7 separate regions of the Mus musculus genome follow, and all the other regions are linked to region 4. The links are chromatin contacts, called in public HiChIP or PLAC-seq, Micro-C and promoter capture Hi-C maps. All regions are on one chromosome and are shown on one strand. Each heading gives the region's core, a stretch centred on a gene start, on an enhancer-like site or on the middle of the called end of the contact. The rest is flanking DNA. Distances are from core to core; before and after follow the strand shown. Region 1 holds the start of Ginm1 (glycoprotein integral membrane 1). Region 2 holds the start of Lats1 (large tumor suppressor). Region 3 holds the start of A630066F11Rik (RIKEN cDNA A630066F11 gene). Region 4 holds the start of Mtrf1l (mitochondrial translational release factor 1-like). Region 5 overlaps Lrp11 (low density lipoprotein receptor-related protein 11). Region 6 holds the start of Katna1 (katanin p60 (ATPase-containing) subunit A1). Region 7 holds the start of Mthfd1l (methylenetetrahydrofolate dehydrogenase (NADP+ dependent) 1-like).

Region 1 (3,406 bases), core at 709-3,208, 2.0 Mb before region 4:
TCTGAGAGCTACCTAGCAGTTTACTGTACCCTAGAAGTAAGGCATATGGCAGAGGTAGTAGGAGAAAATGGCTTCAAAAGCTGAAAAAAAAAATCCTTTCTATGGCAAAGGTTTTATTTCAAAGAAAAACTAAATACATTTCTTTAAAAAAAAAGATTTATTTTATGTATATGAGCACACTGTAACTGTACAGATGGTTGTGAGCCACCATGTGGTTGTTGGGATTTGAACTCAGGACCTTTGGAAGAGCAGTTGGTGCTCTTAACCACTGAGCCATCTGACCAGCCCCCTAAATAAATTTCTTATTCTACCTAACAGGCCATACATACAACTACGTGTCAATCGGTATGCAATCCTGTATTAAGAAAACTCCTTCCCCGGGGGAGCTGTGAGCATCTACCCCTACTTCTAAGGTCTATGACAAACCAAAATATAATCCCACCAGCATTCGCCCAGGAAGTCCTTGGGTTTATTGGGCTTACTCATGTGAGGGGTTAGTAACAGAAGTGTGGGGACCCCAGGGCAATGGTGGGAAATCACCACGGCTGAGGGCTTCTCAGTAACCTCCTGGCTGGGGTCCGGTCTCCTACTCTTCCCCAGCCAATATGCTCCAGCCCCTCCCTGAAGTTCAGTGCGATTAGGACAGAATTGTTTTCCAGCTGGCCTCACGACCTGAGTTGGATCCCCGTAAGCCACATGGCAGAAGCGGAGAACTGGCCCCCGGATGTTGTCCTCTCACGTCCACATGACACCTTGCTCCACAATAAATACAAGCTAAAGGGTTAGAAAAAGGGTTTGGAAAGGCGGCTCAGCGGTTAAGGCCCCTTATTGCTCTTACAAAGGACTGGGGTTTGATTCTCAGCACCCACATGGTGGTTTACAACTCATTTACATAAAATTTTAAAAATTAACAGGTTAAAGAAAGGTCTACACCTTCATTTCATAGGTTAGGAAAGTAATGGAGCAGAATGTGGAGACATGTGAACCGGGCTTCATTTGGTGGCATTTTCTCTCGACGCCAAAAGTACAGTGGGACATTTAAGGTAAGGGCCAGGTCCTCAGCCCTGACCCATGACAAATTATCACTTTCCCAGCTCTAGTGCAATCTAATCGAATCAGATACTTGGGGCTGTACGGAGGCCCAGTACTTCATAAACTTTTTAAAGTCTCACCTGGCCGGGCAGTGGTGGCGCACGCCTTTAATCCCAGCACGTGGGAGGCAGAGGCAGGTGGATTTCTGAGTTCGAGGCCAGCCTGCTCTACAAAGTGAGTTCCAGGACAGCCAGGGCTATACAGAGAAACCCTGTCTCGAAAAACAAAAACAAAACAAACAAACAAAAGTCTCACCTGTAGCCAGAGGTGGCAATTTATGAGTCAGTAGGAATGGTGGTGTTTGCCTGTAATCTCAACACTCAGGAGGCAGAGGCAGGAGAATTGTCACAAGTTGAATGTCAGCTTGGTGTAGATAGAGGGTTCTGGAGCTGCATAGTGAGAGCCAGTGAAAAAGCGGGTACCTCTCCAAGTGCTAAATTTTTATTTATCATTCCTGACATTTTATAAGACACTAGTTGTTTCATTTTTTTGTAAGTATATCGACATATTGATACTAATGAAAAAGTACCATCAAGGTTGAGGTGAGAGGGTGGCACACTTCTGTAATTCCAGCAGGATCAGTAAGTAGTTCAAAGCTAGCCTAGGCTACTGTTTCGAGATCCTGTTTCGAAAGAGAAAACAAAATCACACTCCAAAAGTAAAGGCTTCGTAAAGAATTGCACTTGTTTGGAGAAAACCCCTTTCTCATCTCAAACTCCCGGAGGACGCTCACAAAGTTGGCTCCGCCCATAGACGTCAAAGGCCTGCGCAGCCCCAGCAGCTCGGTCGACCCGCCCCATTTGGGAGGGGTCGGTCCCGCCCCCCAGCCCCTCCCCTCCCCTAGGCCCCGCCCCGCCCCGGACCGCCACGCCCTCACCTCCCGCCGCGCCGGGCCGGTGTTGTCCAAGATGGAGGGCGGCCTGTCGGCGCCGCTGTCCGTCCGGTTGTTGCTGTTCATAGCGCTGCCAGCCGCGGGATGGCTGACCACCAACGCGCCCAGGCCGCCGTCCACAGCCCCGCAGGTAGGGCTGGGCGTCCGCAACAAGCCGCTCCTCTGCCTGGACCTCCGGGAGCCCGGGCGGGGTGACGCTGCCCCCTCCCGCAGGTGGACAGCCGAGAGTGCGGGGCTGGACCGGGTCTGGCCGCCGGGAGAGAAAGGGGGGGCTTTCCCGGATGCCGGGTGGGGTGGGTCCCCCGAAAGGGAACGCAAGGAAGGCGTGCAGGCGTCCTTGAAAGTGTGGTCAAGACTGCGGCCATCGAACTTGAGTTTCCTAGCGCCTCTCGAATCGGTTCGGATCCTGCCAGGTTTTGCTGTCGAAAATGCGTGATCGCTAGTGACTTCGGTCGTTTGTAATGGCTCCTTCCTGGGTTAGCGCCCGGTCCTGGGCCCTGAAGATGTTTGTGTTGCCCAATTAGCAATTTTCCAGGCCACCTGTGTCTGCTCGGCCGCGACCAGGAGGGAGTGCCTTTCTTGGTCTCGGGGCCACTCGGGCTAGCGACTGAGGGAGGCTGAAGGTCTATCGCTTCCCGGATGGGCTTTTTATTGGATGTGTGTTTGTGTGTGTGTGTGTGTGTGTGTGTGTGTGTGTGTGTGTGTGGTCGTGGGGGTGGGGTGGGTGGGAGGAGCAGTCCTTTCCTGCGTGATGGGTCGGAGATGAGTTTCTTCAACATCCCAGGGGAACGAGATTCAACCGCTCTAAGGTCACAAGTCTTTCAGATTCCTGGCTTACTGTGAGAACCCTGCCATTGCAAAATGCCAGCCCATGATTTACTCTTGTTGCCACATTGGCCTTCTTCAGTATAGTAGGAGAAAGTTTAGAGATTATAAAATTCGAGTTTTCCCCAAATGACAAGAAACTTATGTGGTAGGAACACACTAAAGACAGAAGTGACTGTCATGATAAATGTCACTTTTTATGTTTAAAACTTTACTTGTTGTGTATATGTGGTGTTGGATCGGGAACTTACACCAATGGAGGTCACAGGATAACCTTGTGGATTCAGTGTTTCCCATGGTCCTGTTTTGCAACAAGTGCTTTTATAACTCTTGAGCCATCTCCAGCTCTTTATTCTGCTTATAATGTTTTAGAATTATGCTAGAACTCTTCTTTTGAATACAGAAATCACAAAGCAGTAGCAACAACCTTGCAACTCTCAAGCACACTTGTATATGAAATTGTAGTTGAGCCGCAATTTCTTCTGGGTAAAATAGCAACTGTGCGGACAAGCACCCGGAAACCAAATAAATACTGGGTGATTGTAAAGTTATAGAGATATGGACTTATTTCCTCTCTTTTAGAATTTTGGAGATTCT
Region 2 (3,729 bases), core at 772-3,271, 1.9 Mb before region 4:
GTGGTACGTGATTGTAATCTCAGGAGAGTAAATTAATGGTCACCCTCAGGTACAAAGGAAATCCTAGGCCAGCCTGGGCCACAAAGACCCTGTCTCAAGAACAAGTAACAAAGTGAAAACTGCTGAGTGAAATGGCAACTTAGTGAGATCTGTCTCAAAGAAAAAAGGGTGGGTAGAGGGCTTCCTTACCACCCATCTATAAGGCCCTACCCACATACAGTGCTCAGTATGAGAAGAACAAATGGAAACTATCACTTACATTTTTATATTGATACTGAATAATTGTCATTTCTACTTGATAGTATGTATCACTAAACTTTTGTGATATACAAAAGTCATGTAAATATCACATCTAAATGAAATTAATAATCACAGTAGGAACCTCTCAAGATTATATGTATATAGAACAAAGACTAGCATGAAAAACAGAAACTTAAATGATGAAAATAAAGCCAAATATCATACACACAGTTTAGGAGAAAAAAAAGACTTCTGTGAAGAGTCTCAAGTCATAATCAATAATCAGGCACAGAAAGAGAGCGCCTTTTCCAGCCTGTGCCACTATCTAGTTTATTGCAATAACAGCCTATAAGAGAAACACAGATTCCTCGCCTGCCTGCCTGTCTGCCTGCCTGCCTGCCTTGGAGAATCACCTCAACCATATTACCTACCTGACTACTCACTAGGTAAGAGAAAACTTTAGTTAAGGTAATAAAAACTAAAGATATCTTAGAAGAGAGTCATACCTCATGGAGAAAATTTGATTTTAAAGGACTAAAAACCTTAACATTAGCGGGGCATGGTGGCTCACAGCCCAACCCCAGAGGCGGGCAGATCTTTTTGAGTTCCAGGTCAGCATGGTCTACATATTGAGTCCCAGGCTAAGGAATACATTGTGAGACCCTGTCTTAAGAAAAGTATAATAACCTTCAATAAATAATCCATAAACTTCTGACAACCTTCATGCCAGGCATTTGGGCTAATTTCCAAACCTTGAGTGATACCATATTGTGTGAGACTGTACTTACTGCTCATCTGACTTGTAACTTCTAGTGAATACACATATTTTAAAAAGTCATATTTACAAATGGAGACAAATATTTTAACCTCGTTCCCTTAGAAAAGTGATTTTCCAACTGCATTAGTGGGAGAATTGGGATAAGTCATCGGAGAGTTATTCTTTCCTTCGCTTCGACTTTTTTCCCCAGGTACAATAAACAATCTTCCCTTACTGTCTTTCCTTCGTTTTCCAGTACTTAAAAAGCACCCGAACAAGTGACACGTCTCTCCCACCCCCTGCCACTAAGCGGTGAGCTAACAAATTGCAGCGAGCTGGAGAGGTTCCCAGGACTGCTTCAAAGGTGGACCCCGACGGGAGGCCCGCTGCGAGGCCAAAGAAGTGAGGCCGGTTTGGTGCAACCTTGCGTGAAAAAAACCACCTTTCGCTCCTCTCCCCTCTAAAGCGGGGAGGGGTGGCTGTCGTCCCGAGCCCCCGCCCGCTCTTCCCAGGCCAGCTCGCACCTCGGAGGCCTCAGTGCCCCCGGGCTCTCCCTGCGGCGCCGGGTGCGGCCAACCTCCGCTTCCCCAGGGCAGGGCTCGGCTCCGGTCAGCGCAATCAGCCCCAGTCAGGCCCAGACCCGGCCGGCTCAGCCCGCCTGGCCACCGCGGCCCCTGGACCCCCGCCAGCGGGGATGGGCGTGGGCCCGGCCGGCCACCGCCCCGCCGACAGGGACTCCCGAGGAGCGCGAGCCCCACCCGCGGCGCCGGCTCCGGACCTACCTGCAGGGGACGGTGAGGCTTCTGGACAGCCGCTGCGGGCCCGAGGGCCGGCGCCGCGGCGGCCCGGAGCCCGTCCCCCAGGGCCCCTAGCGTCGCTCCGGGTTCGGGATGGGGCAGGGCGGGGACACACGCCGGGGGGCTGCGGCCGGCCAGCGCGGCCCGACGCGGGGTCGCGAGGACCTGGCTCTCCCCTCAGCACCAGGCCATCGCTGCCGCCGCCATTTTGCCTTCCACTCCGTGTCGCCGCCGCCGCCGTCCGCCGCGGGTTTCCCGGATGTGGGCATTTCCCGGCGTCGCTTGCGCGGGGGCCGAGGACTGGGGGCTTCAGGCCGCCCCGCTGGGCCCCGGAGCTAGCGCTCCGTTTGTGGCCTCCCGACCGAGACTCGCTCGCCCGCTTCCCCGAGCCGGGGTGAGTGTGGCCCAGAGAGTGGAGTCTGTACCACCACGTTCTGGCTCCGCACGGAGACGCGGGCGCGTCGCGGCGAGCGTGGGTCGCACCAGGAAAGGGCGGTGAACGGCGCTCCGAGACCGCGGACGTCACGAGGCAAGATGTCTAGAGCTTGAATAAAACTCGAGTCTTCCAGAGCTGGGAGCGAATGTGGTTTTGGAACTAGCCAGATGGAGTGTTCTTGAAACTGGACCTGTGGATTTGCAGAGTTCGGTCCAGCGGATCTGCAGGAGAGGTCATTGTAGCCATAACGAGTAACGGGGCCGCTGTCAGAAGTTCTGTTTCTCTTGAAATTGAATCTGCTGTTCGGGATGCATCACTGACTTTGGTCTTTTAATGCATTGTTCTCTTTTGCGGGGGATTAGGTCCACGTAGAGGATCTCTAGGCCGCAGCGTGTGTGCCAAAACTCCCATTCTCCTACCCCACTCCACCTTTCCTAGTGCTGAGAATCTAAATGGTGCCAACCAACACTGGGCTGTCTATCACCTGTAAATATGAACACAGTCCCCAGTTTTGCTGGTAGGTAATACATGCAATTATTTTTTTTTTCAGATACTCTATTTTGTGTTAGACCAAAAAAGTAAAAACGTTGACATCCCAGTGTAACCAGGAATTGAACCATGCTATGCCAGTGCTCTACCACTGAGCTATATCCTCAGAACATTTTATAGTTTTCATTGAGACTGGGCCTCACTGTTATCCGGACTGGCTTTGAACTTGTGATCCTTCAGCCTCAGTCTTAAAGGTAGCTGAGATAACAAGCCTGCTCCATGAAGCCCAGTTCTGCTTTTTTCTGAGGTACTGTATCCAAAAGTTCAACTATGAAAACCTCAGATGGTCAAATTTAGATGACAAGGGAATATTTTAATGTAGTCGCTGCCACTGCTTTAGCTCTGTCGTCATAGTAAAAATCCCTAATGTGGCTTCAGCCCCACTATGCTGTTGGGATCGTCCTACAAATCAAGGTCCCTACCTTGTGCTTTGGTAGGTAGGTACAATTTTAAGACGTGTAATTCAATGGACTATGTCTGCTAATTTGAACCATTAAAAATATTTTAAGCACAGAGAGCTGGAGCTGCTTCTTGAGAGGGCTAAGTCACCGCACAAGCCAGGGTGCAGTGAAAAGACCCTTGGGAAAGAAGCAGAGGAGCGGAGGCCAGGCCAGGCCAGGGCCTAAACTCAGGCCTCCAACCTGGAGCTAAGTCTGGGAGAGCACCAGCATTACCAACTTTGCAATGATGAGATGCAGTTATTGTGTAATACTTCCAACTTTTAAAAATCAGAATTACCTTTGGGACACTTTTTATATTAGGTCATTCTTTTTTAGATGTTAGAAAACTATCTAGAATGTATATTGTTCACAAGCATTGATGTGAAAACATTTGTTTTTGGAAATAAATGCATTGAAGGATGCATTGAAAAGCTGGGGAATCTTGGCATATGATCTAGGTAGTTTTCAAGAGGCAAAGCCAACATTTGCCATCTTTGAAATAGCTGAACC
Region 3 (3,534 bases), core at 761-3,260, 1.8 Mb before region 4:
AACTGTGTCACTCGGCAACTTCCCATTCCTACGGTATGTCTGTGCTCTTGGTAACTCCTATGATATTCCTCCACTCCTATTTTGCATAATCTTGTCCACCCTTCAAGGCTCAGTACCCATGTGTACCTTTTCCTGATGGCTGCAGTCTGCGTTGTTCTAGCTAAACCCAGTAGCACTACTATCTAGGTCATTAATGGCACTCACAGTTATTTATTTTTTCTTTTTTTTTCTGCTGTTTGTTGTTAATGGTGTGCAAGAGGGAACCTAAGATCTTCCACTAGTTAGGCAAGACCTCTGCCACACCCCAGCCCAGTGGTGTTCTAATCAGATTTCCATGACTAGGATGTAAGTTCTACAATACAAGAGGAAAGACTTATCAGTATTGCTATTCTCCTTTATATTATAGGAGTTCCAAACTGTGTTGGCTGTTTCTTTAAAAGGAGTCATGATGTGAGAGTTATTAGATTATAAAGAGCTTGAGGGTTTGTTTTTTTTGTGTGTGTGTGTGTGTGTTTCGAGACAGTGTTTCTCTGTGTAGTCCTGGCTGTCCTGGAACTCACTCTGTAGACCAGGCTGGCCTCGAACTCAGAAATCTGCCTGCCTCTGCCTCCTACGTGTGCCACCATGCCTGCCCCCCCCTTTTTTTTTTGAGCTTGAGGATTTTTGTTTTGTTTCGTTTTCCAGCAGCAAGACTGTTACCCAACCTGGCTATTTCTTTTCCCCATACAAAATGCCAGTCACCGAAATGATAGGTTTTGCAAGATAGAATTTATGAGGTGACCAATCATTTGAAAATGGAGAAAACAAGGTCATCTCTGGACCACTTCACCTAAGCTGAGGTTGAGTGATATTTATGGACTGAGGAGCAGGAAAAGGTATTTGGATTAAACTCATCAGATGTAAACATCATGACCCATACAGAAAAGCAGTCAGATGAAAGTACCTAAGCACAAGGAGATTCTAATGAACTTTTACACTCAGACTAGAAGAGCAGGTGGTACTGGGTAGGAAAAAAACGGACGGTCTAAAACTCATCGCTTTACTCTTAATGTTGAACAACACTGACATTTATAGTTAGTTACAGGAGTCATGAAAATAGGTGATAGACATTTCAGGTTGGATGCAGGTTGAGTGTTGCAACTGATGAAGTTTGGTAAGAACTGTAATTTGGAAATTGCTCCTGACATCACAGCACAGCATAGGTGTCTTATCTTCGTTTCCTTCCTGAAAGTTTACTGGAGTCATGGCTGTGTCTCAGTTCAAGTTAGCACACGTTGGATGCGGCAGACAGTGTTTCCTGTCAATTCTTAGAATGTTGCAGAGATGAAAGCAGTAAAATTGGTGTCCAGTCTAAGGATGGAATTTGTGAGCTTAAGCTGAAACTCATACTTGGGTAGGAAGAATAACACTTCCACCACAGGGTACTGAGCTTATTTTGTAACCAATTATAGCTCTCGGCTACTTTTGCTCTTAACCAGGGAAGCATCCCTACCCCCAATTCCATGTCACGGTATTCTTCCACCTTGAATTTATGCCTTCAGAGCTGAAAACAAACCAGAGCCTCTGCTTCATCAGGACCGTGCTGAGACATAGGCTAGTGGACTTCGTACCTGAGAGGCCCTTTGCCCTTGGGCTCTGTTAAAATGATTATTTTGGCCCCATCCAGAAGCCTTAGGTTAGTGCACCGGGTTGGACGAGGCAAGACGGAGTCAGCACACCATCTAGCAATCTAGACAGCCATAGGAGCAGACCGGCCGCTCGCAACAGCTGACGGAGTGGCGATTGCGGAGCCCAAGAAGGCGGCACACGTCGGACCCGCCATCCCGCATCAGCCAGAGCCGCGGCTAGGAAGGAGCCTCATCACGCAGAACACCAGCTCGCCGGCCGCAGGACGGAGGCAGGTGCAGGCCTCAGGAAGGGGAACTGAGCAGCGTTCGTTTGTGCGACCTCGCTGCGGCCACCGAGCACTGGTTATCGCCCCCGCTCGCTACTGGGCTCCAGGACTCCCCCGCCGCGGGCCCCGCCTGGCCGCACCCCGGACTGCGCGGCGTCACAGAGCGCATGCGTGCCGCGGGGGATGCCGGGAGCGCGCATTGGCGGCAGTGGCAGCGACGGCAGTAACAGCGGCCGCTCGAGCGGGGACACCAGCGGGGCGGTGACCGTGTGGGAGGTGGTCTCACTCTTGGGGAAACTGCTAGGGACCGTCGCCGCGCTGAAGGTGGTTCTGTACCTGCTCCGGGTGTGCTTCGCGATGGCCTGGAAATCCGGCGGCGCCAGCCACTCGGAGCTAATCCACAACCTCCGCAGTAAGTGCCACCCCCGCCCGGCGTGGGCCAGGGAGCAGGGCCGGGCCTGGACGCTGTCCCCCCCTGACAATCCGGAACGTTCGGTCTGCACCCCTGCGCCTGCTGGAGGGCGTCGCAGCGCGGTTGCACCGGGAGTTCGGAACGCCGTGCGTTTTTGCAGTCTCCTCTCCCGGGACCTGTCACTCGGCGATGTGGATGGGAAGAGGGTAGTAGCCAAGAGGGAGCTGCTGCGGGTGGGACACGGGCAGTTGCCTCCTCGCAGGCTGCGGGGGACTGGGTGCGGCACAGGTGGCGGGGCTGTTGCTGGAGTCTGCGGTCCCACTAGCGAGGGGCGTGACTTCAGGGTGGGGAAGTGCAGGCTTGTTTCTGGTGACTGGACTAGCACCGAGGGGACACCACCTTCGGCCTACGGGTTCTCTCACTGTTCTCGGTTGATTCCCTGCAAGCTTTCTGTTTTCTGCCTCCCCCGCCCTCTGTTTTTTCCTTTGGAGGGAGATGCTGCTGTCTGATAGCAAGGGGAGGGGAGAGGAGGTTCCGACTATTGCGGTTGCTGGGAGCAGTTTCTCAGGTTGCTGTCCAAAGTATAGGCCCTTGGGGGGGGGGGGGCGGCGGGGGAGCGAGGGATTGTCAGAGCATGCTGCTCCTAAGAGACTTTGTTTGGAGTCTTTGAATCCAGCAGACCATTGTGTGTATAAAATGTTCCAACTTTTTTTTTCAAGAGTGTTCATTGGCTTTTAAAAGCGCGTTTGAAAAGTTTTTTGTTTTGTTTTTGTTTTTTTTTTTGTTTTTGTTTTTTTTTTTTTGTTTTTTTAAAGAATAGCATTTTCTGTAGTCACTGTATTGCTTCCTTTGATGATAGTTTCAGGATAGAATGAATGCTGTGTCACTTTCCTTTCTAAATTGAAATAGTGTTGTTGTCTGGCTCAGAGACCAAGAAGAGCTGCAAGTTCATAACCTCACCCTGATCAGAATTCACAGCTTCTTTTGCCACCAATTTTCAAAAATAATCATAGTCTGCTGGGTGATGTTTTTAATTTTCTTGCGACTTTTCTTTTCTCTTCTTCTTTTTCTTTTTCTTTTTTTTTTTTAAGCCTTTGAGGTATTTATCTTACTTCTCAACTCTATTCATAATCACCGTGAGGGCTGGAACGCTAAACAATGGAATTTTCTCAAAGAATCAATAGTCATCCCCACCCCCACCCCCACCCCCACCCCTCCCAGGAATGCC
Region 4 (3,556 bases), core at 968-3,467:
TGCTTGGCTATTTTATAATACCAAAATACCTGTGGGTACTCATAGTTGAATAGATACTCCAGATTCTTTTCCTTGCAGCTCAAGTTTGTCTGGGTTTTTCTTCCATTGAACAGATTTCATCATTTCCCTATGTACAATAGTAGACTTCCTGAAAGTGCTACAGTTTTTACCATGTAATAGACTTGAGCATGACAATACTGTAAGAAAATACAGAAGTCTCTAAATATGTCTGAGTTTTCAAAGGAAATCAAATAATAGGTGTTTTCATTTGACTATATTGTGGCATTTATGGGTATTACTGTAAAATGCATATGCATTACCTGATTTTCTTAACATGTTTTGAACTAATAAAGAATTCTCCCATGTATCCTTAGACAAGTTATTGTTTGCTTATTGGTGTAATGCTTATCTGAGTATAACAACTTCTGGGTGGAGTCTTCACATTGTTATGTAACATTAGAGTACCTTTTTATAAGAAATAAAATATGTTCTTGAAATTGCTGGTGTCTTAAAAGTGCAGTGGAGGGATTTCTCACACTAAAATCAAAGTACCTCACCATTTATTTCAAAATGAGTTTAGGGTTAGAAATAACTTTTCCTGGTAGAGATAGAAAACACACCACAATTCTTTTCTATACTCGGGTCAGAATCAAAACAAAACGGGTCTCAACCTCTATCTTATAGCTAAACATTTGCATATCGTGTCACCTGGGTGCCAAAAGGGAAGGGACATTTGAGGCGCTGGAGCTCCTTGCTATCACTTGAAGAGCCGCTTCATTTCTTCATGCCAGTGCCCTTGTATGTGATGCTAAGGATTGATTAGATAGGATGCAAAATTCATTTTATATAATCTTGAAATTAGTAATTTTGATTAGTGTTAATGGTAAGAGTACCCATTTGATTCTAAACAGAGAACAGTTTGATCAGCAGTGAACCACCATGGTCCAAAAAACAGCTAGTAATCCAGTAGAATTCGCAAGTAGACTAAGCTTCAAATTCTGCATCCTCAGGAGTGGCTTGTCTGGTTTATTCACATCCTGTTACCCACTTCTCTGGTAGGCAGTGGTTAAGTCTTTTGAATTGCAAATACATAAGTTAGTAGTCAGGAGGGTGGATGTCCACTAGAGGGAGGCCTTTGATTTTTCTCTCTTTCTTTTTTTAATTGCAGGGCTGCAGACAGCCTTGAGCAAGGTAAGCAAGTACTCCCCGAGAGTTACAACTTCAGAGCAGAATGAGGAAAGTTTTAAAATGCTTCATTGTGTTGTAGTTTGTTAGTTTTAACTTGGATATGGAGGAGGAGGGAGCAACAGCAAGAAAGTGAGAGAGCAATGGAGAGTCGGATTGAGTGAATCAGAATGTGAGGCAGGAAACGGAGAAACCTAGTGCTTGGTGTGGTGGGTGACGATAGGAAAACAGATTTTGTAGCGTCCCTGGGAGGTTTAGTAGGATATGCCTGTCCTTGAAAGGAACCTATGTCAGATGACCACCCTATAATTAAGCCTTAGAGACTGGAGATAGATGACTTCTGTGGCTGTGGACTCTGTGCCTGCTGGTCGCTTGACTATCCTTAAGTCTCACAGCCTTGAGAAGCAAACCTTCACCTTCAGACTGCAGACACCTGCTGTTCACTCCAGCCTGGCTCGCTGGGGAACAGGTCTTGGGGAGCAGCCAAACTCGGCCTGAGGGCGGAGTCGAGGCTTCAGAGTTGGTCTGGAGGTGAGGCTTCTGAGTTCAGCCTGTAGGCGGAACTAGGTGGAGCTCCACCCTGAGAGACGAGGCGGAGGAAGCGCTTCCTCCAGGAGCCGACCCGAGAAGGCGGGACTGAGGCGTTAAAGCTCCTTCCCTAGAGAACAGGGCTGAGGAGGCGGAGCCGCGCTTTTGGAGTTTCCTTTGGAGGGCGGGGCCGAGGAAGCGGAGCTGAGGCATTGGAGCTCTTCCCTAGAGGCCGGTCTGAGGAGGTGAAGTTCTGTCTCAAGGCGGGGCTGAGGCATTGGAGGCACTCGCTATCTCAAGGTCACGCCTAGGCAGCAGAGCTCGCCCACTAGAAGTGGGAGTCAGGCGTGGGTGGTTTCCACGCCCCCGTGGAGGCGGGGCTGAGACGGTGGAGCTCCGCCCTGAGGGGGGCGGGCTGAGGCCCCAGACCTGTCCCATTTGGAGGAGGAGCTGAGAATCCGGAGCCCCTCCCCTGGGGTAGGGCGGAGACTTCGGCGCTCGGGTTGGAGGCGGGGCAAACGCGTCCAGACCTCCCTGCCCGCTTGCCTTTTGACTTTAGAGGACCTCCAGGCTGTACTACGCTTTGCCGGAAGTTCTCGTAACATTTCCGGCAGAACATTTCTGGATCGGAGACCTTCCTAGAGTGTTTGTATATTTTCTGCTAGGTGGGCGGCCCAGCCAGGATGCGGAGCGGGTTTCTGAGCGGTGCCCGGCGCCTGTGGGCCCGCCGCGCCTTCAGCCGCACGCCGCCGCCTTCCGAGGAGCTCCTCGCCCGCGGCGGGCCCCTGCGGGCCTTCCTGGAGCGCCGCGTGGGCTCGGAGGCCGGTGGTCTGGACGCTGGGTACCCCCAGCTGGCCGCGGCCGCCCGACTGCTGAGCGAGAAGGAGCGGGAGCTGCGGGACACGGAGTCATTGCTGCACGGTAAGCCACCCGCTCTAGTGGGTTCGGAAGCCATCTGCGTTCCAGATCTTGTCACTAGGGTTCTGACAATCCTCCATTGGGCTCTCTAGAGCAGTCCCTGGACAAGGTGCTCTGCCAAGTTAGTCCTCTGAAGTCACTAAGGTTCTCGGTTGCTTCCTCTCCCCTCCTGGTGTAAGACCCCCGAAGCTAGGCCTCCGCTCAAGTCCCGGGATGAGCTGGCCAGCACCCCAGTGACCCGAGAGAAAACCACACCTGATGCAAACTGCAAGAGGTTTTATTATCAGCTAGCTGAGGACGGTGCCGGGCAGGGGAGTTCGACCCCAAGCAGTGGCAGTAGGGGGCTTTTAACAGCTAGCTGAGGAATTGGGAGGAGTTGGGAGGAGAGTTGGGAAGAGTTGGGAGGAGTTGGGAAGAGAGTTCTTCTCTTTTCTGTGTCCTTGGTGAAATTTACAAGGCAGGAGTGGGTAGTGAGTTCTTTCTGAATTTTTATCTCCGTGTCCTCAGCACAGGAAGGCAGGCATCTCTGGTTGTAAAGTATAGAAACAAAAAGGCTTTTTGCTGGCTATAGAGAACAAAGAGCTTCTTTCTGGCTGTATTTTTAGAGATCAGGGAAAGCAAGCTTGGGGAACGTCCAGGGGCTTTCTTTACCTTCCAGGGAGAAATGCTCTGTAAGTTGGGGTCTCACACTGGCAGCTCAGCTGCACAGGAAAGACTCGCTAGTCCCAGCAGAGGAACTAAAGCCGCAGGTGAGTGTATGGCATTGGCACACTGCAGTGCAAGAGGAGCGATGCACTGTATGGTTAGAACTCGAGACCTGGAAATTCATGTTTCCCTCGAGATTCCAAAGTGTCTGCGTTCCTAAAGCCTCCAGAGACGTCTGCCGAGTAGAACACACTTGGGAACTTAAGGCTTGATTCAGAGA
Region 5 (3,632 bases), core at 191-2,690, 1.8 Mb before region 4:
AACTAGATTACCTTTCTGCTGTTGACTCCTATGCGTAGACAACCAGGTTGCTAGTGTTGTAGAGGAATATATTTTTGTGAAATGATGGTAGTTTTCCCTCTTGGGAATTTCAGGAGCTTCTAGTCTTGCAGTATAATTCAAAAGAGCTACAGACATTTTCTTGAAAGGCAGTTTTCTCTACTTTTGATTAAGACAACTTTGCTAAATAAGAATCAGATGGGGGGCTGGTGAGATGGCTCAGTGGGTAAGAGCACCCGACTGTTCTTCCAAAGGTCCAGAGTTCAAATCCCAGCAACCACATGGTGGCTCACAACCATCTGTAATGAGATCTGACTCCCTCTTCTGGTGTGTCTGAAGACAGCTACAGTGTACTTACATATAATAAATAAATAAATCTAAAAAAAAAAAAAAAAAAAAAAAAGAATCAGATGGGTTTGGAGAGATGGCTCAGGGATTAAGAGCATTGGCTGCTCTCCCAGAGGCCCAGAACCTACATGGCAGCTTACAACTGTATGTACCTCCAGTTCCAGGGGCTCCAACGCCTGCCATGGGCATGCATGCAGGCAAAGCACCAATGCACATAAAACTGAATATGTGTGTGTGTGTGTGTGTGTGTGTTTGTGTGTATATATATATATATATGTCTATAGTGTGTGTATGTACACACATACATATATATTTGGTCTTTCAAGACAGGATTTCTCTGTTCTGGAACTTAATCTGTAGACTAGGCTGGCCTCTAACTCACAGCGATCCACCTGCCTCTACCTCCTGAGCACTAGGGTTAAAGATGTGTACCACCATACCTGGCAAAAATACATAAATGTAATAATACAAACCAAATCAGGTAACTCGGGTGATAGTCATGAAAGGCACCCAGCTAGAAGCCGGCCTTAAGGAGTCCTACAGTTTCTTATTTATTTATTTACTTCTATTTTATGTACACTGGTGATTTGACTGCATGTATATCTGTGTGAGTGTATAGGATCCCTTGGGCCAGGAGTTACAGACAGTTGTGAGCTGCCATGTGGGTACTGGGAAATTGAACCCCTGCCCTCTGGAATAGCAGCCAGTGCTCTTAACCATTGCGCCATCTCTCCAGCCCCCTGGAATCCTACAATGTTATGGTAACAGGAATGACTAAATGGCTCTTTCAGGAACATGACTGGCAGATTATAAGACATTCCACTAACAGCAAAAGCTAAGCATAGTTGATGTGCACAGACGGAATCTAACACTGATTTTATTGAAAAGCTGTCAACTAGAAGACTGGAAAGTGACCCTGTCTGGGTGCAAGGTGATTGGAAGAGTGCTTGATCCTAAAGGAGAATTAAAGAAAGGAAGGAAATAACGCAGGAGCTGCTGAGACAGCGGTCAGTTTGGCCTCCTTGAAAACTTAGGCCTGCAGGGTCAGCGACAGCCACCAGGGGGAGCAAGCAAAAACAAAGGCGCTGATCACCAAGCAATCTTACTCATGTGACAGGAAATCCCCAGACTGCAGGGTTCTCCTTACTTCTATGTAGTTTTAGAGGCAGATCAGCATCTATATTTAATCTGTTTCTGGAATAGCAGTCTCCAAACGTTTTAAGCATCGTAATAAACACACACCTCAAATTTACTCATAAATAATTTGCATGTGCTGGTGTTCTGAGACACTGGACCCAAGGGGACTGCAGGATGGCTCAGTGGGTAAAGGTGCTTGTCACCAAGACTGAAAACATGAGGTCAATTCCAGGAACCCACAGGCTGGAAAGAGAGCAACATTCTCAGTAAGCTGTCCTCTGACCTTCACACATGCGTGTGCATGTGCAGGCACGCACACTGAGTGAACACACACGTACACACAGAATAAAAGACATCACACACCTTATTAAACACACTGAAAATTTTCAGAAGGTTGAAAATGAGTAAAATTAAAAGTTCAAGTGTCTTGTTTTCTTGCCCTAAAAATGTGCTCAGCATCAGGTGGGGTTCGTCCCTATTTGAAACCACTGTGCTAGCTCATGTTAAACGCTCTCTCTCCAGCCTGCTATCTGCAGAGAAGGTTCCTCACATGCATTCAAAAGGTGTTAGAACAATCAATATACTCAAAACCTGAACCAGGTTATAGTGTGTGTGTGTGTTAAAGGAGACAGAAACTCCTGTCTTATGTCCCCACCTGTTTGCCACTGTTTATACATGGTATTTCATATGTGACTTCATAGTACGCTCTCTAACTGAACCAGTAAGTGATCAGGTAGGAATAGCACCACGCTGACTCCTTTTTTGTTGTTGTTTTGGATTTGTCTTTTTATGTTGAGACAGGGTTTCTCTGTGTAGCCCGGGCTGTCCTGGAACTCACGCTGTAGACCAGGCTGTCCTGGAACTCACGCTGTAGACCAGGCTGGCCTCAAACTCAGAGATTCGCCTGCCTCTGCCTCCTGAGTGCTGGAATTAAGAGAGTATACCAGCACCACTTGGCTTCTGTGAAACTTTTTTTTTCTGTTTTTTATTTTTTGATAGACAGGCTTTCTCTGTGTAGCCCGGGCTGTCCTGGAATTCACTCTGTAGACCAGGCTGTCCTGGAACTCACTCTGTAGACCAGGCTGGCCTCAGACTGAGCAGGGCTTTACTACTTTTCCTATTTCAGTCCAACTGGAGTCATTAACCACATGTTTTTCTTTCTTATATTTTAAGTGGTTTATTATATAAACTATTGATTTAGTCATCTCCTTTCTAGCCTATCATATGCCTTTCCTCCCTACACCCCATATTTTATTTTTAATTGATGGACAATAGTATATAGATATATGGCACCCAAGGGTATATGTTGATGTGCGTATAATATACATACATATATATACATATACTATATTTGTATATATGTATTTAGTACTAACTAGATCAAGTCAGTAAACAATCTATATCACCATATCTACTAATTTTTTGTGGTAAGAATATTTAAACTTCGTCTTTTAGCTCATTCTATTTATTTGGAATATTTACAAGTATTTCCTACATACTGACCCTAGCTTTTAACCACCGTTCTACCCTCTGATTCCATTGGCTGGACTGTTTAAACTGTAGACTTCGGTTAAACACTTCAAACACGCATATCAGAAAGACCCTCTAACTTTACATTAAGCCCTCTCCTAGGAAAGACAGGCACTGTCCTTAACAAGGTCAAAGAGCAAAGGCAGAAGGTCAGCGTACAGGACCCCTACCTCATGGGCCATGTCCTGAGAACGTTCTTTACACTCTAACCAGCGGGATCCAAACGGTCCTAAACACAGAGCCGTGTTTGCTATTTCATTTTCAGCAAAAACTTCAAGCACCGAAAGTAAGATGGAGGAGCCCGTGAAACGGGACCCCAGGGTGTAAATCCCACTGACACCATCCTTCCGTGACCAGCTGGGCTTGGCTGGCCATGGGGGACTCAATGGAAGGAAGGACTGGCTTTCTCCTCACCTCCCGTGGAGTAGGGCCTGGGAAGCACAGTGACAGAGACGTTATCGGAGCTTCTCTGACCCACGGAGTCAGTCACAGTCAGCTGGAAGATGTAAGCTCCTTCCTTCAGGCGGGACAGCCTCAGGGTTCCTGGCTGAGGCACCTGCCATACAAACAGCTTTAGGGAAGAGAGTAGAGCACAGAGG
Region 6 (3,727 bases), core at 943-3,442, 1.9 Mb before region 4:
GGCAAAGCACCCTCAAATGTACTAGAGACACACAAGTAATTTCAGGAAATTTACCTCTAGAATATGAGGAATTAGTTATTGGCAGTCAATGGCTGACAAGAACAGTCACAGTCCTATGAGCCACAGACGCTGGCCGGCTGGCCACCCATGTACACACAGACAACACTAACTGGTCTCAAAGGCTTATTAATAACAATGGGAATTTATTAATAAAACAACATAGGATCTGAAGTTGGGGAGATGGAAACACTTGGGGTGGTGTTGGAGGTAGTGTTGAAGGGATACAATCAACATACATGGTGTAAATACATGAAATTTTCAAAGAGTAAAAAAATATTTAAAAGAAAATAGTAGTGACTGTGTAGCAATTATGGAATTATGATAAAGACAAAAAGAAATTAGACTTTGAAATTCCTTTTTAGGTTTTGTGGAAAGAATATGGTAGGGTTATTTTTGTTTTACTTCCCAGTCACTCCAGCATCGGATCCTCTTGCCTCTGCTCTATACTGCCTTGTACACTTGTACCGTCAAGGAAAACGAGCATCAGCCGGGCAGTGGTGGCACATGCCTGTAATCCCAGCATTTGGGAGTCAGAGGCAGGCAGATTTCTGAGTTCGAGGCCAGTCCTGGTCTCCAGGACAGCCAGGGCTACACAGAGAAACCCTGTCTCGAAAAACAAAAAAACAAACCAACAAACAAAAAAAGAAAGAAAGAAAGAAAGAAAAGAAAAGAAAAGAAAAGAAAAGAAAAGAAAAGAAAAGAAAAGAGAAAAGAAAGGCAGGCAGGCATCACTGTTCTCTTGGGAGCTAATTACATAAAAAGTACTAATGATTACTAAATAAAAGCTTGAACTGGGGGAAGTGTAGCCGCCTGTAATCCCAGTACCAGGCAGAAGCAAGAGTTTCAGAAGTTCAGGCCAGTTTAGGCTACAAAGGACACTGTCTATAAATAAATAAACAAATAAGGGCTGGCAACAGTTACAAGCCTAGCCTACACGCAGTACAAGGCAGAGGCAAAAGGATCCGGAGTTAAGGACCAGCTCTGGCTACAAGAGACACTGAAGAAAGAGGAGAGGGAGAGGAGAGAGAAGAAGAGAAAGAGAAAGAGAAAGAGAAAGAGAAAGAGAAAGAGAAAGAGAGAGAGAGAGAGAGAGAGAGAGAGAGAGAGAGAGAGAGAGAGAGAAAGAGAAAGAGAAGAAAGAGAAAGAGAAAGAGAGGAAAGGAAAGAAAAGAAAGAGGAGAGGAGGGGGAGGGGAGGGGGAGGGAGAGAGGAGAGGGAGAGGAGAGGGAGAAGAGAGGGAGAAGAGAGGGAGAAGAAAAGAGAAGAGAAAAAAGAGAAAGAAGAAAGGAAAGGAAAGAAAGAAAGACAAGTTTTCGTTTGTATGCCACTGAACCCACATACTGAATGAAACAAATGCTTCCTGGGATAAATTTTCTCCACAGCGCCAAATCAAAAAAGCCAAAAGCTTTCATGAGAACACTAGGCTCTCAGATTAAGAAACTAACCCCAAGAGTGGCGTGGTTGCACACACCTTTAATCCCAGCGCCAGGAGGTAAAGGAAGGCTAGTCGGGTCTACAGAGCGAGATCCAGAACAGCCAGGGAGAGAGAGAAAGAACGTCAATATTATCACCTTTAAAAGCAACAAAAACAAAACAACAAACGCCGGTGAGGGGGCTCAGCAGGTAGAGGCATTTGCCCAGCATGCCGGGCTACCCGAGTTCAACTCTGGGACCCTCGTAAAGGCGGATGGAGGGAAGCGACCCCAGAGAGTTGTCCTCTGACCTCCACTCACGCGCCCACATCTACACCATACTCAACAATAGCAATAAATCTAAAACTAAAAACAAAGGCCAACACAAAGGAGAAACAACAGAAAGAAGTAAGCCACCAGAAAGCAGTACAACTCCAACCTAACAAACTGTACGAAAAGAAGCTGAACCCCAACCTCCAGGCTCTGGGGATTTTACAAGGCGGAAGTTTCGGGATGGGGGCGTGAAAGCTTCGAACGCGTTCCCTGGTCGGGTGTCGCGGGGGCGGAACAGGGAGCCTGGAGGCCCGAGCACTCACCTAGCGCAGCCCAGGCTACCCGCCGCAGCTCCGGGTCGGGACCAAGTTGAAATGAAACCGGGAAAGCCCCTCTTAAAAGGATAGTTCCCGCACCGGCGGGGACACGCCCCGGAAGTGCGTGCTCTACGGGCGTGCGCGCGCAGGCGGAACCTGCGGAGGGGCGTGGCCGAGCTCGGGGTGCTTCTGCGCACTGTGCGCCGCGGCTAGGAAATGGGAGTAGGCGTGGGGAAGGAAAGTAGGCGGGGCGAAGGACTTGGCAATACCCCGCCTACTTCAGTACTTACTCTGTGGACCATTATCTCTTCCCAGGGCTTCTTCACTCTGCCTTAGCAGGAGATTTACACTAAGCTGCTCTGAGGTTAGGAGGTCAGGGGCTCTCTTACAGGTGAGTGTCAGTGCTCAAGCAATTCGTTTATGACAAATCTTGCTTTAGAGCCCGGTACTTAGGATTATGAAGCCTGGGACCCATGTGTCAGGGTAACGCGAATACTCTCAAGACATGCTAAGGGGTGAGATTTTATTTCCAATTCCAGGTGATCCATCACCCTCTTCCTATATCACAAAACACAGGGCACAAACTGGTACACATACATGCATGCAGGCAAGCCACTGCATATATGAAATAATGTTTTACAGGGTTTAAAGTCTTCTAAATTTTTCACCAAAAATAGAAAATATATTTTCTGCTCTAGTAGATGTGAACGTTAGTGTCACAGAGCACAGAAAACTATAATCAGCACATCAGCAAGAATAAAAAAGACCACTTAGAGAGATATAGATCAATTACTCCAAGAGATGGATTTATAATCTATACAAATGCAAAGGCCTGTTAATTTATAAAACCGGATTATAATTTAAAAGCTTCTCAAAGGTGCAAAATGAATGTATATGGTATACTTAAATATATAGGAAATCCTAGAACCTACAGGATGAATCTGTAGTAACTAATCAGAAGTATCCGGGTGGGAGTTAGTTAGGAGTTGGGAATGATGTTCTGTAGTGGAGATGTCTTCCCAGGTGTACAGTTTTACACATGAAATGAAAGTTGTAATTTGAGTTTATGTAAATTATACCTCAGTGATGTTTTGTTGTTGTTTTTTCCTTGGATATTTTCTTTTCTTTTAAGAATTATTTATTATATGTATATGAGTACACTGTAACTGTCTTCTGACACACCAGAAGAGAGCATCAGATCCCATTACAGGTGGTTGTGAGCCACCATGTGGTTGCTGGGAATTGAACTCAAGGTCTCTGGAAGAGCAGTCGGTGCTCTTAACCGCTGAGCCATCCAGATATTTTCTTTACTTACAATTCAAATGTTATCCCCTTTCCCACCCTGGCCCCCAGGAAACCCCCTATCCCATCCTCCCTCCCCCTGCTTCTATGAGGATGTTCCTCCACCCATCCACCTACTCCCACATACCTGTTTGTTGCTGTTTCAAGACAAAGTCTCACTCTATAACCTCTCCTAGCCTGGAACTTATCACATACCCCAGGTTGACCTCAGACTCATAGTTTCTCTGCTCTTAAGAGTCCCCATTACAGCCATGGGCTTCTGTGCCTGGCGTCAGTGAAAATGTTTGAAATAGAAAGACAAACCCCCAAAAGGTGACTTACAGTGTGTGGTGGTTTGAATATGTTTGGCCCAGGAAAGTGGTA
Region 7 (3,747 bases), core at 678-3,177, 1.9 Mb after region 4:
CACACATTCAGATTGCTGGGTTAGTATAAATCTTAGAATTGCTTCATTGAAGTAGGTGGCATTATGATCTCCATTTGCAGTTGAACATGGTAAGACCAATAGCTTGTCCCTGCTCACACACCCAGTGACACAGGCACACTGCAGAAGGAAGGCATCCGATTCCTAAGCACTGACCTCTGGTTCTGAAGCAGAGCCACCCATTTAGCTAAGGACACGTGCATGCACACATATGTTTTTACTTATATATTCAAGGATGCATGTTCTGATGCATGTGTGTTGTGTGTACACGCCATAGGTCAACTCTGGATGCTGTCCCTCAACAGTTGCTCACTTTAATTTTGGATACAGGACCTGTCATTGGTCTGGATTATGCTGTGTGGGCTGGCCAGTGAGCTTCACGATCTGACCTTCTCTGCCTCTCAGGGACTGGGATGTCAAGAGTATGCCACCATGCCCACATGGGTACTGGGGATGGAACTTAGGTCTTCATGTTTCCCCCAGCCAGTACTTTTACTCAGTACTTAACTGAGCAGTCTCCCTAGCCTGAGCTTCCATTTTTAAACAACTGGTAGAAAAACAGAAATAAGGATACTTCATAGCACGTGAAAACCACATGAAATTGAAATGTCAGTGTCCATAAAATGTTGGATTTTATCAAAAAACTGTGAGAACGTTTTTCCTTATTACAAACGTACCCATGTAACATTTTAAATTCTGCTTTTTAGTTCACTGAACCTTAAGTATTTACTGTCATGCTCATTACACCAAGTTTGTAGAGCTTAGTTTAGTTTATTGTAAAAATAATGACTACTTGTTGCGGGATATATGTGTGACAGCCCCTGGGGGCAGATTATTTTTGCTCATTTGTTTCCATAGCCCCAGTTGGGAATCAAAGCAGAAAAGGGCTTTCCCGCCCTTTGCAGGTAGGTGCCTCTGCACAGCAGTGGCCTAGCAAACTCACTATAGGGTCTGACCAGATGACTCTGCTCAGATCACCACCGGATATAGAATGAACTTTCCAGATACTGCTGCACCGGAACCTGTGTGCTCTCTGAGCAGCGATGCTCCGGAGCGGACCGTACGCCTAGACCTAGAGGGCTTCCGCAAGGGGTTTAGCCCGCCCCTCCTTCAGTAGTGGGACATCAGCAGTGGCGGGATTGTAGGGCCATCCTCCTTGCTTCTCTCCCGCCCAGGGCCGCACCGCCCTTTTCCTGTCGGCGCCACGCCCGGCGCGGTTGCATCAGAGCCGGAGGCGGGCGGTGCACGTGGAGCGGGGCGTGCGGTCCGTGAGGCGCGCGCCGGCTGGGGGGGATGCCCTCATCTACCGGGTCCCATACTCCGGACGTTCCCCTTCGCCCCCACGCCCTCTCTGCCAATCGCAAGGCGTCTCTAGCAAGTCGGAACCAAGCATTCTCTGTTTCCCGCCCTACGAACGGTCCCTCGGGTCTCCCAGCGGCCGAGAGTGCCATTGGGTCCTTGGGTCCCTGGCTAGGGACCTGCCTGTAGACAAACAGGACACTCACCTGACGATGGAGTCCATCCCGGGGGCTTCCGGATTGCCTGGGCCATGGCTGCTGAAGGTTTGGCCATCCTGCAGCCGCCGCCCGCGTAACCCCTCGGGGTCACCACCTCCGCTGCTGCTGCTTCTGCTGCCTGAGCGACACAGCTCACGGAGGCGACACGCCGGGCCCGAGGGCAGCTGCTGGCGGCCGAGCTGGCGAAGCAGGAGAGGGAGGCGGACGCTCATGCTGCTGCAGAGTGCGGGGTGACTGGTTATCCCCAGGCGCCGAGATGCGGCTGCAAGTTCTTCCCCGGGCTGGCGTGGGAGGCACCAGAGAGCCAAGCGGCACAGTAAAGGGCCAGCAGCAGGAAAGACTAGACTCTTCCTCGTGGGAGGAACTGAGGCCCCTAGGGGGCACTGTACCAAGTGGCCGTGACGTTAACAGGGCGGGGGCCAGCGGACGTGAAGCTTTTGGTTGGAGTTGCCAGAAAGTCAAGGCATAGGAGGTGGGGCATCAGCGTGGTGCTGAGCCCTTGCCCTGAGATTGTATGGCCAGCCCTTCTGCCTCAAAACCTGATGCCACCCTTGGTCTTCATAATGCAGCTCACTTTCCTCAGGAGGTAGTGGTCCTAAGTCCAGTTTAGACCTTCAGAAGGAAGTGTTTATTACGTGGGAGGTGGCCTAGGGCTAAATGTCGTTCTTAGAGTTTGCAATGCAAATGCTGGTTTTGTAGCCTTAAGCAGATTAACGTCAATGGTTTTAGGACTGAGTCTTCCAAGTTTATAATTTCCAAGGCTAGTGGGAATAACATAGTAACTTTGTAGACCACAAATGAGGTAGGGTAGAATTTGTGCAAGGCAGAGACCGTTTTTTGAGTGCTCACGCTGTCTTGTGTGCTGGAAAGATATATTTATTAACCCCAACAGATGTAAGAAATGGAACGCCATTCGTCTGATTTCTAACCAGGAGAACCTGCGATCAAGAGAAGTCATTTGGTTTGCTGGCAGAGCTGTGAGCTTGCCCAATTCCACGTGCCCTCCTCCTCTTCCTCTTTTTAAGTTTTACTTGTGTCCTTGAGCTTGCAGCAAGTAAAGGATAGGACAACCTGAAGAAACCAGTTCTCTGATTCTATCTTGGGGTCAGCAGCGGCGTGCTGAGGTGCTGGGCAGAAGGATTGTTCTAGGGATAGAACTCAACTTCATAGGTTTGGCAGCAAGTGACTATACCTGTTGAGCCACCTCACTGACACACGGGGGCCATGTTTTTGAAATGCATGGACAAGCAGGTTCCAAAGAGGGTAAAAAGTTTAAGAAAAAAAAAAATACACACATCTAGTTGGAACTTGGAGCCACAGAAACTTACTCCCTATGAAAAGTGCCTACGATGAGGTTGAGTCAGACAGTGTTTACAGGATATCCTCTGCCTTCCTCACTGCTGTAGGTTGGATATGTGTCCCAAAGGTCCATATATTAAAAACCTGGTCACCCTCTTGGTTACTGGGAGATGGAGGCATATTTTAAGAGTTGAAGCTTATACATGGAGGAATTTAAGCCCTTAGAGATGAGCCCATGGAAGGGATATTGGAATCTATCTTCTGGCCATGTCCATTCATTTATTAGGGCAGGTTTGATAGATGTCCCTTTTAGATTGGGGATCCCTAAACACAACATTTCTCATCTGTGGAATAAACTCAATACTGTGCGACATCTCCCAGGACTGTGGTGCGTCTAGAGGAACAAGAGCTGTGGGAAATGTGAAGCTCACTCTGCCTGCAGGGATAGATAATAAGGCTCTTACCTCTAGCCTGGGAAAGCAAGGCAGGCTGACTTACGAGCTTGTAAACTCCCTTCATGCTTCTTAGCAGTGAGTTCAGGGCTAGTATCAAGCAGGTAGAGAGATAGACCACAGACAGCTGGGTGGACGATGTCACTGTGCTTGTGTGTAGACATACCATGCTGGCTACAATCAGGACGGGGAGGGGTGTGCATACGAGAAGAGTGGAGAAGACAGTTGCCCAATGGCCACTGAGGAATCCCAGTCGTCTCAGAGAAAGATTGCATATAGGGAGGGTGCTTTGGAGGAGCGCACGAGGGGTCCGAGGAAATGACGTCAGTTTTGGACAGTTCAGGTGGAGAAATATGTAAAGCCTCCTGTCCCTCAAGAAGGGAGTCTGGGCCAAAGAGGGGACTTTAGGAAGCAGAATATGAATAGTAGTTTAACCCTCCTGCGACTCGCTAGCAGTCAGG

What was found. Promoter capture Hi-C pulls out the DNA fragments that hold promoters and counts their contacts. A called contact is a pair of places that touch in the nucleus more often than the background predicts. HiChIP or PLAC-seq counts read pairs in DNA pulled down with a chosen protein or histone mark.
Region 1: a Micro-C map of embryonic stem cells shows a contact between it and region 4, with 6 times the contacts expected there. The contact joins the promoter of Ginm1 here to the promoter of Mtrf1l in region 4. A contact is called at or near these places in 7 of 39 promoter capture datasets (cranial neural crest, erythroid cells, hippocampal neurons and 4 more), 4 of 484 Hi-C or Micro-C datasets (CD4 T cells, CD8 T cells, embryonic stem cells and 1 more), 2 of 115 datasets of contacts at active chromatin or transcription factors (astrocytes and extraembryonic endoderm stem cells) and 1 of 9 other capture datasets (adipose tissue).
Region 2: a promoter capture Hi-C map of hematopoietic stem and progenitor cells shows a contact between it and region 4, with 4 times the contacts expected there. The contact joins the promoter of Lats1 here to the promoter of Mtrf1l in region 4. A contact is called at or near these places in 14 of 39 promoter capture datasets (the 3T3-L1 cell line, 3T3-L1-derived adipocytes, cranial neural crest and 9 more), 4 of 484 Hi-C or Micro-C datasets (LSK cells, embryonic stem cells and erythroblasts), 4 of 115 datasets of contacts at active chromatin or transcription factors (embryonic limb bud, embryonic stem cells, epiblast stem cells and 1 more) and 3 of 9 other capture datasets (adipose tissue, embryonic stem cells and liver).
Region 3: a contact with region 4 is called in an H3K4me3 HiChIP or PLAC-seq map of embryonic forebrain, with 11 times the contacts expected there. The contact joins the promoter of A630066F11Rik here to the promoter of Mtrf1l in region 4. A contact is called at or near these places in 13 of 39 promoter capture datasets (the 3T3-L1 cell line, 3T3-L1-derived adipocytes, the C10 cell line and 9 more), 7 of 484 Hi-C or Micro-C datasets (CD4 T cells, LSK cells, embryonic stem cells and 3 more), 3 of 115 datasets of contacts at active chromatin or transcription factors (embryonic forebrain, embryonic stem cells and stem cell-derived neural progenitor cells) and 3 of 9 other capture datasets (adipose tissue, embryonic stem cells and liver).
Region 5: a contact with region 4 is called in an H3K27ac HiChIP or PLAC-seq map of embryonic stem cells, with 10 times the contacts expected there. The contact joins the enhancer-like site here to the promoter of Mtrf1l in region 4. A contact is called at or near these places in 7 of 39 promoter capture datasets (the 3T3-L1 cell line, 3T3-L1-derived adipocytes, hippocampal neurons and 4 more), 1 of 484 Hi-C or Micro-C datasets (embryonic stem cells), 2 of 115 datasets of contacts at active chromatin or transcription factors (both in embryonic stem cells) and 1 of 9 other capture datasets (adipose tissue).
Region 6: a contact with region 4 is called in a promoter capture Hi-C map of pre-B cells, with 9 times the contacts expected there. The contact joins the promoter of Katna1 here to the promoter of Mtrf1l in region 4. A contact is called at or near these places in 8 of 39 promoter capture datasets (the C10 cell line, cranial neural crest, embryonic stem cells and 4 more), 1 of 484 Hi-C or Micro-C datasets (CD4 T cells), 1 of 115 datasets of contacts at active chromatin or transcription factors (astrocytes) and 2 of 9 other capture datasets (adipose tissue and liver).
Region 7: a contact with region 4 is called in a promoter capture Hi-C map of pre-B cells. The contact joins the promoter of Mthfd1l here to the promoter of Mtrf1l in region 4. A contact is called at or near these places in 12 of 39 promoter capture datasets (the 3T3-L1 cell line, 3T3-L1-derived adipocytes, the C10 cell line and 7 more), 7 of 484 Hi-C or Micro-C datasets (CD4 T cells, CD8 T cells, double positive thymocytes and 4 more) and 1 of 115 datasets of contacts at active chromatin or transcription factors (large pre-B cells).

Annotation. Positions count from the first base shown.
Region 1 is chr10:7,779,469-7,782,874 of GRCm38.p6, reverse strand. It overlaps Ginm1 (glycoprotein integral membrane 1), which reads left to right and starts at 1,958. Exons shown (of 8, transcript NM_001346750.1): 1 at 1,958-2,114. The coding sequence starts at 2,001.
Region 2 is chr10:7,679,501-7,683,229 of GRCm38.p6, reverse strand. Lats1 (large tumor suppressor) reads right to left here and starts at 2,021. Exons shown (of 8, transcript NM_010690.1): 1 at 1,780-2,021. It also overlaps a transcript of Pcmt1 not described here.
Region 3 is chr10:7,661,847-7,665,380 of GRCm38.p6, reverse strand. A630066F11Rik (RIKEN cDNA A630066F11 gene) reads right to left here and starts at 2,010. Exons shown (of 1, transcript NR_030698.1): 1 at 758-2,010. It overlaps Pcmt1 (protein-L-isoaspartate (D-aspartate) O-methyltransferase 1), which reads left to right and starts at 1,773. Exons shown (of 8, transcript NM_001347228.2): 1 at 1,773-2,306. The coding sequence starts at 2,078.
Region 4 is chr10:5,822,604-5,826,159 of GRCm38.p6, reverse strand. It overlaps Mtrf1l (mitochondrial translational release factor 1-like), which reads left to right and starts at 2,217. Exons shown (of 7, transcript NM_175374.3): 1 at 2,217-2,634. The coding sequence starts at 2,397. It overlaps Rgs17 (regulator of G-protein signaling 17), which reads left to right. Exons shown (of 5, transcript NM_019958.4): 5 at 1-497.
Region 5 is chr10:7,598,664-7,602,295 of GRCm38.p6, reverse strand. Lrp11 (low density lipoprotein receptor-related protein 11) reads right to left here. Exons shown (of 7, transcript NM_172784.4): 3 at 3,448-3,589. The region is part of intron 2 of Gm16254 (predicted gene 16254); the gene reads left to right. Among named protein-coding and RNA genes, the nearest start is that of Gm16254, 8.2 kb to the left of the region's middle. Within about 2 kb of position 1,440, at least 23 of the 459 cell types and tissues checked have an H3K27ac peak or open chromatin away from gene starts, as enhancers often do. A contact at or near this core is called in embryonic stem cells and stem cell-derived epiblast-like cells, where this site is marked.
Region 6 is chr10:7,724,465-7,728,191 of GRCm38.p6, reverse strand. It overlaps Katna1 (katanin p60 (ATPase-containing) subunit A1), which reads right to left and starts at 2,192. Exons shown (of 11, transcript NM_011835.2): 1 at 2,069-2,192.
Region 7 is chr10:3,971,255-3,975,001 of GRCm38.p6, reverse strand. Mthfd1l (methylenetetrahydrofolate dehydrogenase (NADP+ dependent) 1-like) reads right to left here and starts at 1,927. Exons shown (of 28, transcript NM_172308.4): 1 at 1,524-1,927. The coding sequence starts at 1,747.